2 separate regions of the Sus scrofa genome follow, and region 2 is linked to region 1. Evidence: chromatin contacts called from public Hi-C data. All regions are on one chromosome and are shown on one strand. Each heading gives the region's core, a stretch centred on a gene start, on an enhancer-like site or on the middle of the called end of the contact. The rest is flanking DNA. Distances are from core to core; before and after follow the strand shown.

Region 1 (5,994 bases), core at 2,348-4,847:
TCCAACTACATGCTCCCCCTGGGTAGTCTCTTCAGGATGCTGGTGGTGATTCACTAGGACACACCCCCAGCCCACACCTCTCCCAGAACTCCCAACTCCTACATCCAGCTGCCTTCTTGGCATCTCCACTTGGCTGACGAATGGGCATCTCATATTTAACATGTTCAAAACGGGACTCCTGATCTTCTCCTGGACACCCACTTCTCTCCACAGATAGCGTCACATCCACCTACGTGCTCAAGCCACAACCCTGGAGTCATTTTGATTCCTTTGTTTGCATTATACCAGCATCTAGTGCGTTACTAAATTTTGCCAGTTTTCCACCCAAAACACAGCTCGAGGCCAGTTCCTCCATCTGAACTACTGCAGAAGCCTCCTCACCTGTCACCTACTTCGCTTCCCCTCTGGCCACTCTTTAAGGCAACCTTGCTAGTCTTCCGTAACATCGTCCAGAGCCAGTATCTATAAAGCATCTCTGTTTAAAACTCCTTGAGATCCCTGGCAGCTCAGCAGGTTAAGGAGCCATGTTGTCACTGCTGTGGCATGGGTTGCTGCTGTGGTGCAGGTTTGATCTCTGGCCCAGGAACTTCTTCCGCGTGCCAAAGGCATGGCCAAAGAAATGCAATGAAATAACTCTCATTGCCCTCCCTATGCTTAGAATGAAATCAGACTTCTGCTCTTGGCCCACAAGGCCTCAGGGAGCTGGACCTGCCTCGCACTCCATCTGCATCCTGTTTTACTCCCCACACTCCCAGTGCTAGACCGTTCTTGCTACCTTTCTGCTTCGCGAACACCCCAGGCTCACTCCTACTTCTGAACCTTTGCACTTGCTGGTTCCTCTGCAGAGAACAGGTTCTTTGGCTCTTGACATGATTGGCTCCTTCTCACGACGCAGATTCCCAGGTCAGATGTCCTCTCTTCGGGGTCCTTCCCTGTCCATTCTTTATTAGGCCCCTCCCCCACCCCAGTCCCTGCCTTACCACAAACCCAGTGTTCCTACATACACTTGTCACTCTCTGAAATTGTCCCCTGAATCTTTCTGTTGACGCTCCATCTCCCTGTATCAGCTCTGTGAGATCGAGAATGTATGGAGTTCCCGTCGTGGTGCAGTGGAAACGAATCCGACTGGGAACCATGAGGTTGCGGGTTCGATCCCTGGCCTCGCTCAGTGGGTCAAGGACCCGGCGTTGCTGTGAGTTGTAGTATAGGTTGCAGATGTAGCTTGAGTCTTGCGTTGCTGTGGCAGCTGTAGCTCCAACTAGACCCCTAGCCTGGGAACCTCCACATGCTGCGGGTATGGCTCTAAAAAGCAAAAAACAAACCAAAAAAAAAAAAAAGAAAAAACTAAAACAGAAAAAGAATATAGTAAATGGTGAGTAAATAGAGTGTATGGGTGTTGAATGGACTGGATGGTGGTGGTTGAGTCTTCTTAATTCCCGTGGTTCTGGCCTCAGTGGCCAGCCCTGAAGACCAGCACATCCCTAGGCCTCCATCCACGGCCTCCTGCCTGGATTCGTTTTGCAATCCAGGCAACCCTCCTTGGGCCCAGGAGTTGGCCCCTAGCTTTGCCCTCCACCCCCAGGACCATCCAGGCCCTCCCGTCCTTTCTCCTGGTGGCTCTCCTCCTGCCGAGAATCTGGCCAGTGGCCGCCCCCGCCCCTTTTGTTTGTGTCCTTTGCTCCTTCTCTCCAGACTCCTCCTAGTTCTCCTTTGATCCTCGGCCCTGTCCCCTGCCTTTCTCTGTGTGTGGAGTGGCTGGAGCAGCCGGGGACGGAACCACCATCCCTGTTTACCCCAGGGATTATCCTTAACGAGGATCCAGAGCCCCTGGAGGCCCATCTGCCACCGCCTCTCTTAGAGCCACTTGCTCCTGTCCTCAGGGAGGGCAGACGCAGGCAGCACTTCCCTGGAGACCATGTCTAGGCTTTTCTCTAGGGACAGCTCAGCTTCAAATAGCCGAAACTTGTTTTCCGAATAAAACAGCATTTTTTTCCCTTCACTGGGGCTGTTTTACACAGGTGAAATTTTCCAGAAAACAACCTTGGTGAAACCTGTTAACTCTTATTTCTAAAGTCAGCTCTGTCCCTGGCTAACCATGTCTCCCAAACACAGTCACATATCCTTTCTTAAGCACCCCTTGAGCCTTTGTGTCCCTGGGAGTGTTTTAATTATGGCAGCCCACGCAACCTCAGCTTCACATCCTCTGAATTTCTAAGTGTAGACAGAAAGGCAGGTCTGCAGCCTGCACTGCCCCTGCTTTTTCCCTTGGAAAGTCTCCACTCCGAAGGTCCCACCACCCAGGCTGACCTGCTGTGAGTGGTCACCGCGTGGGCAGTCAGCGACTCAGGGACATGGTGATTGGACAAGGATACTCAGCAACTCTCTCACTCTTCAGTCTTTGCTTTCTTAGAGCCGGTTGGGTTTTAGGTTATAATTATGTCACCCCACAGCTGCTAACTCTTCAGAGCACTGCCTTATAAATGGCCAAAAGTGGAGTTCCCGTTGCGGCTCAGTGGTTAACGAATCTGACTAGGAACTATGAGGTTGCAGGTTCGATCCCTGGCCTCGCTCAATGAGTTAAGGATCCGATGTGGCCGTGAGCTGTGGTGTAGGTCGCAGATGTGGCTCGGATCTGGCATTGCTGTGGCTCTGCCTGTAACTCCGATTCGACCGTTAGCCTGGGAACCTCCATATGCTGCGGTGCGGCCCAAAAAAGCAAAATAAATAAATAAATAAATGGCCGAGAGTGCAGAGAAGGGAGTGCAACGCTCTTCTCCAGGCAGGTCTGTAACAGATCTCTCACAGGTACTGTTTGCAGGTGCTCCTGGGCCAGGACCAGGAGGCAGCATCCCCCACACCTGGGAGCTTACAGTGCTGTCTGCACAGCATGTAGCGGCCTGAAACAGTGGTAGTTGGGGAAGTGACCCTTGGCCGTCTGCAAGTTCAGTCTCCTTTGGCTGATGCCCATGGCTGCCATTTGTTGAAACCCACCCCATCACAGACTCTGCATCAGCCCTTTACTGCATCGGTCATCCTGTTCAAGCCTCACAACCCTAAAACGGGGTTGGAGTGGCCCTAACATGATAGTGAACCCCGAGGTGCACCAAGGCTTAGCCGCTTGTCCCAGACTGCCAGGCTGTCCAGGAGCAGAGCCATGTCTGGGCCTCAGTGGCCAAAGCATGATCCATCCTTGGCCATCCGGCACCTCTGATTCTCTTCCTGATCCCATCTCTGGCCACCTTCCCACTGACCCAGCCCCTCAGAGGCTGTCGTAAGCAGAGAGCCGTTCTGAGGATACCCACTGACCAGCATGTTAGGATCTTTATTCTTCTACTGAAATTTTACCTTCAATCTTTCCAATCTCGAAAATCAACATTCCCCTTTTGTCCTGCAGTCAGAGCCTTAGTCAGGCATCTGCCATCGCACCCCTCCCTTCGGATTCTGCCGCTCACCACGTGATGTCCGGAAGCGGTGGCACTGGGATTCCCACATGCCCTGTCGATGCCAGATGCACTTGGCAGGAGCACTGGTGTGGCCATCCCACCCCAACTGCCTGCTTTCCGCAGATGTCACAGAGCCAGCACGTGTCCCTCCTGTCAGCGCCCTCTGACGGCTTCCGAGTCCCTCTGTCGCAGAAAGCCAAGTCCTCCCACTGCCTGTGTGCAAGGCCCTGACCTGCCCTCTTAGGCCTCACAGACCCCCTGCCTCCCCGAAGTGCCTCACTCCAGCCATGCCAGCCCCTTGCTGTTTCCAAAAACACACCAGGTACCCCTGCCTTTGCTGCCCTTCTGCCAGACATGCTCTTTCCCAGCTGCTTCCTTCGTGGCTTCCTCCCTCACCTCCTTCCACTGAAATGTCACTTTCTAAAAGGCTTCCCTGGCCACTGCTTAAAATAGTCCCTCCTGCCAGCTCCAAGCCAGGCGACCCTGCTTGGTTTCCTCTGTAGCACCCACGCTAGATCGCAGGCTTCATTGGGGTGGAGACCACATGGCCTGTTCACTGTTCTGTCTGCAGGACCTGCACGCAGTAGGCTCGGCTCACGTCTAGTGAATGACTGATGCACGAACACACATGCGCACACATACACACACACACACACACACACTCACACACACAGCCTCGTGATGAGGCCTGGGACACTGACAGCTGCCTTCCAGGGGAGGAGCAAACTTCAGGGTGTCACTGTGGGGGTCCGTCCTTCCTAGGTTCTGACTCCGTTTCTTCACAGATGGTATCATGGAGCCATCAGCAGAGGAGACGCCGAGAACCTGCTGCGACTCTGCAAGGAGTGTAGCTACCTTGTCCGGAACAGCCAGACCAGCAGGCACGACTACTCCCTCTCCCTGAAGTGAGTACGCCCCGGCCACCCCTGGGGCCCTTGGCTGCCTCCAGCGATGCATGGCCAGACCCTTCTGTCTGTGGCAGAAAGACCCACCCGAGTTCTCCCCTGGGAAACTTGCCAGCATGAGTTATTTCAAGCCTTGCTTTTCCAATTTGATCTTATTCTCCTGGGATACAGAGGAGTTTTTATGTTCTCTGTTTCCGCCTCCCCAGAAGAGGAGGGGCCTTTTCTGAGGATTTATATTAAATATCCAAGAATAGCTTTCACATCTGCAGTGAGCCAGGGCCTGTGGAAGCTGTTAGCATGCCTCATCCTTCTCTCAGACCTCACAGCAGCCCTTTGATGAGAAACATCTTGTCCCCATTTTGCAGATGAGGAAACTGAGGCTCAGAGAGGGGCCCTGGCCGGCCCAAAAGGCAGGGCTAGGACTTGAGGCCTAGTGTTTGTCTCCCCACTGCTCCTGCCGCCGCCCTAAGAACCAGCCTTTTCCTTATGTTCTCGGTTGCTGTTTGGGAAAGTCTGACTTCTGTGTGTCACACAAAGGTTGTGAGGGACATTGTGAAGATCCAGGAAGGATCCTGCCGGCGTTATCACCTATAAGCCCTTTGGAAGCTGTCAGGTCTTTCTGATCCATGAGACATTGCTTTCAGGATAGATGGACTGGGAATAAGGAAAATGTCTAAAACCCATTTTACAGATAGGAAAACTGAGGCCTGGTGAGAAGAGGGTTTTAAAGAGTTCGTGACAGGATTGAAGGATGGACCCAGGCCCTTCAGCCAGCACAGACCACGAGGAACAGTGCAGCCCTCTGCCTGCTTCCTTTCTGCTCTACTTGCCTTTATGAGAAGCCATGTGATGAAGAGAGGGTCTGCCAGGATGCGAGTGTCAGGAGCCAGTGTACAGGCCAGGCTGTGTAGGCAGCAGGATCAGTGTATCCAAGGAGAGAGATTGTACTGTGCTCTCTGCTCAACTGACCCCACCTGAGAGGGACAGTGACAAACCACAGAGCAGAGCAGGGGCAGGAAGCAGAGGCACTGGAAGTCTGCCTGGAAAAGACAGGATGTGTGGAGACATGGGGAAACCACATCTTTCAAGGACATCAGGGCAAAAGGAGCAGCATTGGTGGTGAGGGGCCGGGGTGGGGAGGGGTGCGTGATGGTTACGGGTGGGCAGATTCCAGTTCAGTGTGAGGCAAAGTGTTCTAACAGTCGGGGCCGATCAGGAATTAGAGTGATCCAAAGCTGCCTCACGAGGTAGCTGCTCTTATCCCTGTGCAACCAGGAGCTAGACAACTGCTTTGCCAGGGAGGCTGTGGAGGGGTTGCCAACCAGCGGGGAGGGCATTCAGAACAAACAGCCCCTGCCTACTTCCTTGTCCACCATCAGGCCTGGCGGCTTAAAGAATCAGGCCAGTTATTGCAGCCAAGGCAAATTCAGTGCACTAAACCGCAGCTGGGGCTAAAGGCAGCCAAAGCCAGAGGGCTGTCACTGCATAAAGGAGAGAACAGTGGTGGGGGTGGGGACGGGTACAGGCCGCTGGCCATGCTACCAGGGGCAGGGGGTCTCAACTGCTCCACACAGCCCCCTCCCTCCCTCCCTCCCTGTTCAAGGTAACCTAGTAACCCGGGTGCCCGTGAATGATGCTTCCAGATC
Region 2 (5,994 bases), core at 2,085-4,584, 110 kb before region 1:
GCCAGTAAATATTTTTAGCTGCAGGCCAGAGAGCCTCCATCACAACTATTCAGCTACCATTGTAGCTTGAAAGCAGCCATAGACAATATATAAATTAAAGGGTATAGCTATATTTCAATAAAACCTTATTTAGAAAAACTGGCAACTGGCCTATGGTCTATAGTTTCCAACCCCTGCTTTAAAGGACAAGCTTTTATTATTCTCCTCACATGTCAACTGAGTAATTCTTCCGCCCTCGGTCGGGTTCAGTCGGGCATCTGCCATCAGCGTGGAGTGGGTGTGTGGCCCTGCCAATCCTCTCTTACATGTTTGGGGGGGGCCTGGTTTAGGATGGCCTTGGCTGTGTCCGTTCGGCTCTGCTCCACGAGATCTCTCATCTAGCGGCTCAGCCTTGTTCATATGACAGTGACAGTGTTCCAAGAAAGTACAGAAGCCCCTGTAATTCCTTGAGGTTAGAAGCCAGCACACTGTCCATTCTGCTGTATTTTGTTGACCAAAGCAAGCCACAAGGCCGGCCAGGATTCAAAAGAGAGGAGGAGCTGCGGAGTCCCATGGCAGAGGGCAGGGATACAGGCAGGCCACCGATTAGGGCCTTCGGTGCCCCATGGGTAATATCGCCCCCATTTTACAGATAAACTGAGGCTTAGAAGTGATGACTTGCCTAATGTCACAGCTCCCAAGGGACAGAGCCAGGATCACACCTGTGTGGTCTGAATTCAAAGCCTGTATGTTTTTTGTCAATTTGTTCCACTCTTTTCAGTGATTTAGCTGGAGATAGTAAGGCTCTGATCCCTACTGAAATATGTATTGTATGTTTCTTCCTCCCTTTCACTTAATGTTTCCTCTCTTGTATCCTTCTGCCCTAACTCCCATCCCATCCCTTGCAGTCCGGGCTTTGGTTGTCCTCAAAGGGGGCCCAGAGCTGGCTTTTCTCTCTCCTTCCCCATCTGCCTCTGAGTTCTTATATGAGATGTTAATGCAGCACTTGAGTTATTTCATAGAGAAATTCTGTGCACAGAGTTGGCACTTCCCAAGGGACAGCTGCACAAAACGTGTGTCTTGTAACTGTCATGTCTTCTCATTCTGCCACCAAGTGTTCCCTCCCTCCAAGGACTGGCGAGCCTGTGTGTGCTCTTTTTTTTTTTTTTTTCTCAATGAATTTATTACATTTATAGTTGTACAATGACCATCACAATCCAATTTTATAGGATTTCCATCCCACAACCCCAGTGCATCCCCCCACCCTTGAACTGTCTCCTTTGGAAACCATAAGTTTTTCAAAGTCTGTGAGTCAGTATCTGTTCTGCAAAGAAATTCATTGTGTCCTTTTTTCAGATTCCACATGTCAGTGAAAGCATTTGATGTTGGTGTCTCATTGTCTGACTTCATATTAGCGTGATAATTTCTAGGTCCATCCATGTTGCTAAAAATGCCAGTATTTCGTTCCTTTTAATGAATGTGTGTGCTCTTTTAAGAAACAAAACAAAGCAAAACAAAACACTGGTACCTTGGCCCTTGTCAACAGGGAACCTGAGTTTCCTTGAAGGAGATCAGGTGACCGTCCTCTGATCTGACAATCTCAGAACATGACTGATTTCCCCAGACTTAACCCCTAAGACTTGACCTTGTCCTCTCCCCGCCCCCAAAGCATTTCTGACCCATAAAATAGGCGTTAAAAGGCAAATCTGAAACAGGTGTGGTTTCCTCTGGTCATTTAAGCAAAGCTGAACTTGCTTGTGGTCAGGTGCTCCGCTGGGCAGTTGCCCTTGGAGCTGACTTCTCATCTTGTGCTGGGAGAGCCAAGTGGTGGTGGCCCATGGGGAAGCAGTGGGTCAGGCTGGACCCTAGAAAATAAGGTGGGATTTGTGGCTTTGAAACAGAGAGCTAGGCTGCCAGCCTGCTGATGGTTGCGTCTCCGCTGGCTTTCCAGAGACAGGGTGGGGGAGCAGTATTTCTGCAGGACGGAGACAGAGACTGCCGTGGTCTCTTCCATCCTGACTTTAACTTCTGTTTGGCCTGTGTGGATGGAGAAATGGCTATATGCAGGCTCCTATCAGGAGGTGTGGATACAGGGGAGAACCAAGAGGCAGGTAGTTCCTGACTCTACGGAGCTTATCTTCTAATGAGGACACAAGGACCAAGGTTAGAACACAGCCTGTGTGGCAAAGTTTGTCGATAAACAAAGTGGTGTGGGTGAACTGAGTGCCATCCTGGCACAGAAGCTGTTCTGGGCAGACTCTTGATTCCTTGGAGCTAACAGAGAAGCAGGGTCAGGAAGAGGTTTTTTTCCAACCAAGCAAAGTTGGGAAGGCTTCTTGGAGGAGGCGGCATTTGCAATAAGAAAGAGGAGTCACTTGAAATGAAGGAGCTTTCCACCATAGCAGTATTAGTTAGCCAGTACTTCCACTGCACATACTCTGAGCCAGACACTATTGGTTCCCTATATGCATTAACTCTTCCTGCTCACCAGAGTCCTTTGAGGGAGGTGCTTCTGTCATTCCCATTTGACAAAAGAGCACTGAGGCAGAGAGGTTAAGTAACTTGCCAGTAAGTGGCAGAGATGAGATTTGAGGCCCGATGCAGAGTCTTTGTTTTTAACCACTGTCGTAAACTGCACAATCTCATGCCTGAATTTCCTCTGCCTTACTTATGGCTAGACTTAAACTCTTTATAAAAATCCCTCTAGCATTGTAGGAGCTACTGAATCCTACATTTGGGTGAGTATTCCACAGCTTTAAGTACGCTTTTTTCACCCATAATGAATTTGATTCTCAGAGTCACTCTGTGAGGAAGGTGCTGTAACCCCCATTTTGCAGATGGAAAAACCAAAGGTTCGGGGAGGCATGGAGTCTGCCTGGCCTTACAGGAGGTAGTGGCTGAGCCCGTGGCCAGGCTGTTGACCTTGTGTTCTGAGCCCAATGTCCTTTGTGCCAGGGTATTGTGGAGGTGGTTTGGCCAAAGCTCCGGTCCACAGGAAGGGTGACAGCCTGATTGATTTCCGGTTCTTTCTGTGTTTTGATTCTGAAACATGTTACTGAGGCCATTAAGGAGCATCGACAGAGGACCTTGCTTCCACAATGGAATTTTCCTTCTCTTCCTGTTTGGTATTTTCCAGTAATATTTCTATTAATGTTTCACTTTCGGAGGCACCGGCTTCCTGAGAGTTTGCGCTTTCTCAACTGCTGAGCCAGGAAAAGTTGAATTTTCCTCTAAATCATTCAGTTCCTTTCCATTTTCTCCAAGAGGAGCTCTCTCTGGATTTCCCATTATACTGTAGAGGAAGGATCTTGGAGGTGGGTCCAAGGGATGGAGAGAGAATTAGTCAGGGCTCTGGGGAATGACTCAGGCCCTGTGTTTTCCAAGCAGAACTTAAGAGTAACGGTCAGCAAGATGCTGGTAAGGGGAGAAGTGACTTGACAGGTGGGCGAAGCGGGGGGAGGTGGATATCCCTGGCCCACCGCTGGACCTACACTTGTAGGTTGGACCCAGAGTCCTCAGCTGGGCCATGAGAGCCCTCCTCATTCATTCATTCGTTCATTCATTCAACAGACATTGTTGAGAGCCTGCTACGTGCTGGGTATTGTTCTCTTTAGAAGGGATAGAGCTGTGAACTAAACAAAAAATTTATGCTCCTCTGAGTTTGTTCCCCTCTCACGAGAGGAGTCAGGCAAATATAGACTGTCGGGTAGAGCGTGGAGAAAAGTCAAGCTAGGGTGGGCCTGAGCTTGGGGTGGGTGCTATTTCAGATGGGTGGTCAGAGAGGGCTTTGCTGAAGGGTGTGATGGTGTGATTCACACGGCTCAGGGAGAGAAGCGCATTCCAGGCAGAGGGAAGAGTCAGGGCAAAAGTCCAAGACGGGAGCACGCCTGGCTGCTTCAGGGAGATCAGCGTGACTGAGTGCAGCAGGTGGGAGGAAGTGGGGAGACGGGGTCCGAGAGGTGGGAGGCCGAGTGTTTGGGGCCTTGGAGGCGCTGAAAGGGTCTCACTTTAGCTCTGGGTGAGATAGGAAGTCGGTGGAAGTTCTGAGCGGAGAAATGACGTGATCTGACTTGGGTATTGAAAGGATCACTCTGGCTGCCTAGTGGAGAACAGGCTGGAGGGGGGCCAGCCGGGAGGCCAGCCTGGGGGGACCCACCGCCCCTGGAACTGGGGCACTAGTGGTAGGTGATGAGAAGAGACCAGATTCAGCGTGTGTCCTGAAGGTAGAGCTGCAGGATTTCCTGACAGATGAAAAGTGAGATATGAGGGGGTGGAGAGTCACAGATGCCTCCAGGTTTTAACTTGAGGGTGGATTGCTGTTGGCCGAGAAGGGGAGGACCCCGGTGGTGCCGTCACAGCCAGGCTGGTGGGGTTGATCCAGCAAGTGAGTCCTGGGCCTGAGAAGGAGACATGCTCCGAGAACCGGGAGAAGGCACGAGTGGCCTCTGTCTGGGGCTGCGGAAAACCACCAGGAAGAGGAAGTCATCTGGGAAGATGGGTCCAGTGGAAGCTGCACCTGCATCCCAGACTAAAGGGGGCCTGTCCACAGTGATTGAGATCAGAGAGGGAGCCCTGCTGGGGACAAGCAGGTGTGCCAGAGCACGGGGATTACCTGGTGTATCTGCAGGTGCAAAGGAAGGAGGCAGGCGATTACGTGTGAAGAGATGGTCTAAAATTGCCCCTGTTCTTGGAGTGCCCGTCATGGCTCACTGGTTAACGAATCTGACTAGGAACCATGAGGTTGTGGGTTCGATCCCTGGCCTCGCTCAGTGGGTTAAGGATCAGGCGTTGCCGTGAGCTGTGGCGTAGGTTGCAGACGTGGTTCAGATCCCACATTGCTGTGGCTGTGGTGTAGGCCGTGGCTACAGGTCCGATTCAACCCCTAGCCTGGGAACCTCCACATGCCGCGGGAGCAGCCCAAGAAATGGCAAAAAGACAAAAAAATAAAAATAAGAAAATTAAATTGCCCCCTTTCTTTTGATTCAGGAGGTCACCTGCTGTGTGGCCTGGCTGAGGTGGGCACCAGGGCAGGGTGAGGACGAGGCTGGAGCCTACCTTTTTTGCTAAGCAGAGCATTTCATTGCTGAGCACCTGTGATTGTTGGAAAAGTTCTCCCTAGGACGTGGGAGGAGGCAAACAGAAATAGGAGAAATGGAACTTTCTTGGTTTCTCCGGGCCCTGGATAAATTCTAAAAATGAAAATGACCAGAAAGTTCTTCACAGAAAAGCTTCACTGTTTGGTGGGATGTGCATTCCCGGAAAGCCAGACGCCTCGTAATCTTCCTGGTGCATTCCAAAGCCACGCATGTGACTAGGGGCCCGCGTGGCATCTGTGGAATGGTGCAGCCCCTACCTGCCCTCCCGTGTGGGGCAGTTGTGAGTTGGCTGTGTTCTGAGGCAATTCCTCAGAACAGCAAGCTTGGGTTTTTGGTGTTTTTTTGTTTGTTTGTTTTTTGTTTTTTTTGCTTTTTAGGGCCACACCTGTGGCATATGGAGGTTCCCAGGCTAGGGGTCGAATCATGCCTACCTATAAATCATGCCTGCCTACGCTGCAGCCATAGCAATGCGGGATCCAAGCCAAGCTGAATCTGCGACCTACACCACAGGTCACAGCAACGCCAGATCCCTGATCTGCTTAGTGAAGCCAGGGATCGAACCTGCATTCTCATGGATACTAGTCAGACTCGTTTCCACTGCGCCACAACCGGGACTGGATTTTTTGATATATTTCAACATGTACCTCTGTGCTAACTTTTCTTCCTCTTTCAATAAAACAGACGTGTTTGGTATAAAAATGCAGATGAGCAAAACTAAGAAACCAACTAATTCCACAATTCAAAGGAACTACTGTTAACAGTTTTACTGTTTTTCCATCTAGACTTTTTTGAATGTGTGTATATATACATATATTTTTTTTTCCCCTCTAAAAAAATTAAGCAGTCTTTTGTGTATTTATGTTCTTTTTGCTGAAAGACATGGAAAGATGTCTACATTGTCTTAAACATTCGACAACAG

What was found. Hi-C and Micro-C count contacts between places; a contact is called where the count stands out from the background.
Region 2: a Hi-C map of fetal skeletal muscle shows a contact between it and region 1, with 2.1 times the contacts expected there. The contact joins two enhancer-like sites. A contact is called at or near these places in 1 of 5 promoter capture datasets (fetal skeletal muscle), 3 of 47 Hi-C or Micro-C datasets (embryonic fibroblasts, fetal skeletal muscle and heart right ventricle) and 1 of 2 datasets of contacts at active chromatin or transcription factors (skeletal muscle).

The regions. Positions count from the first base shown.
Region 1 is chr1:238,703,809-238,709,802 of Sscrofa11.1, reverse strand. It overlaps SHB (SH2 domain-containing adapter protein B), which reads left to right. Exons shown (of 6, transcript XM_021066254.1): 5 at 4,229-4,348. Among named protein-coding and RNA genes, the nearest start is that of SLC25A51, 39 kb to the right of the region's middle. Within about 2 kb of position 3,597, at least 8 of the 83 cell types and tissues checked have an H3K27ac peak or open chromatin away from gene starts, as enhancers often do. A contact at or near this core is called in fetal skeletal muscle, where this site is marked.
Region 2 is chr1:238,813,876-238,819,869 of Sscrofa11.1, reverse strand. All of the region lies in intron 1 of SHB (SH2 domain-containing adapter protein B), which reads left to right. Among named protein-coding and RNA genes, the nearest start is that of SHB, 9.6 kb to the left of the region's middle. Within about 2 kb of position 3,334, at least 24 of the 83 cell types and tissues checked have an H3K27ac peak or open chromatin away from gene starts, as enhancers often do. A contact at or near this core is called in fetal skeletal muscle, where this site is marked.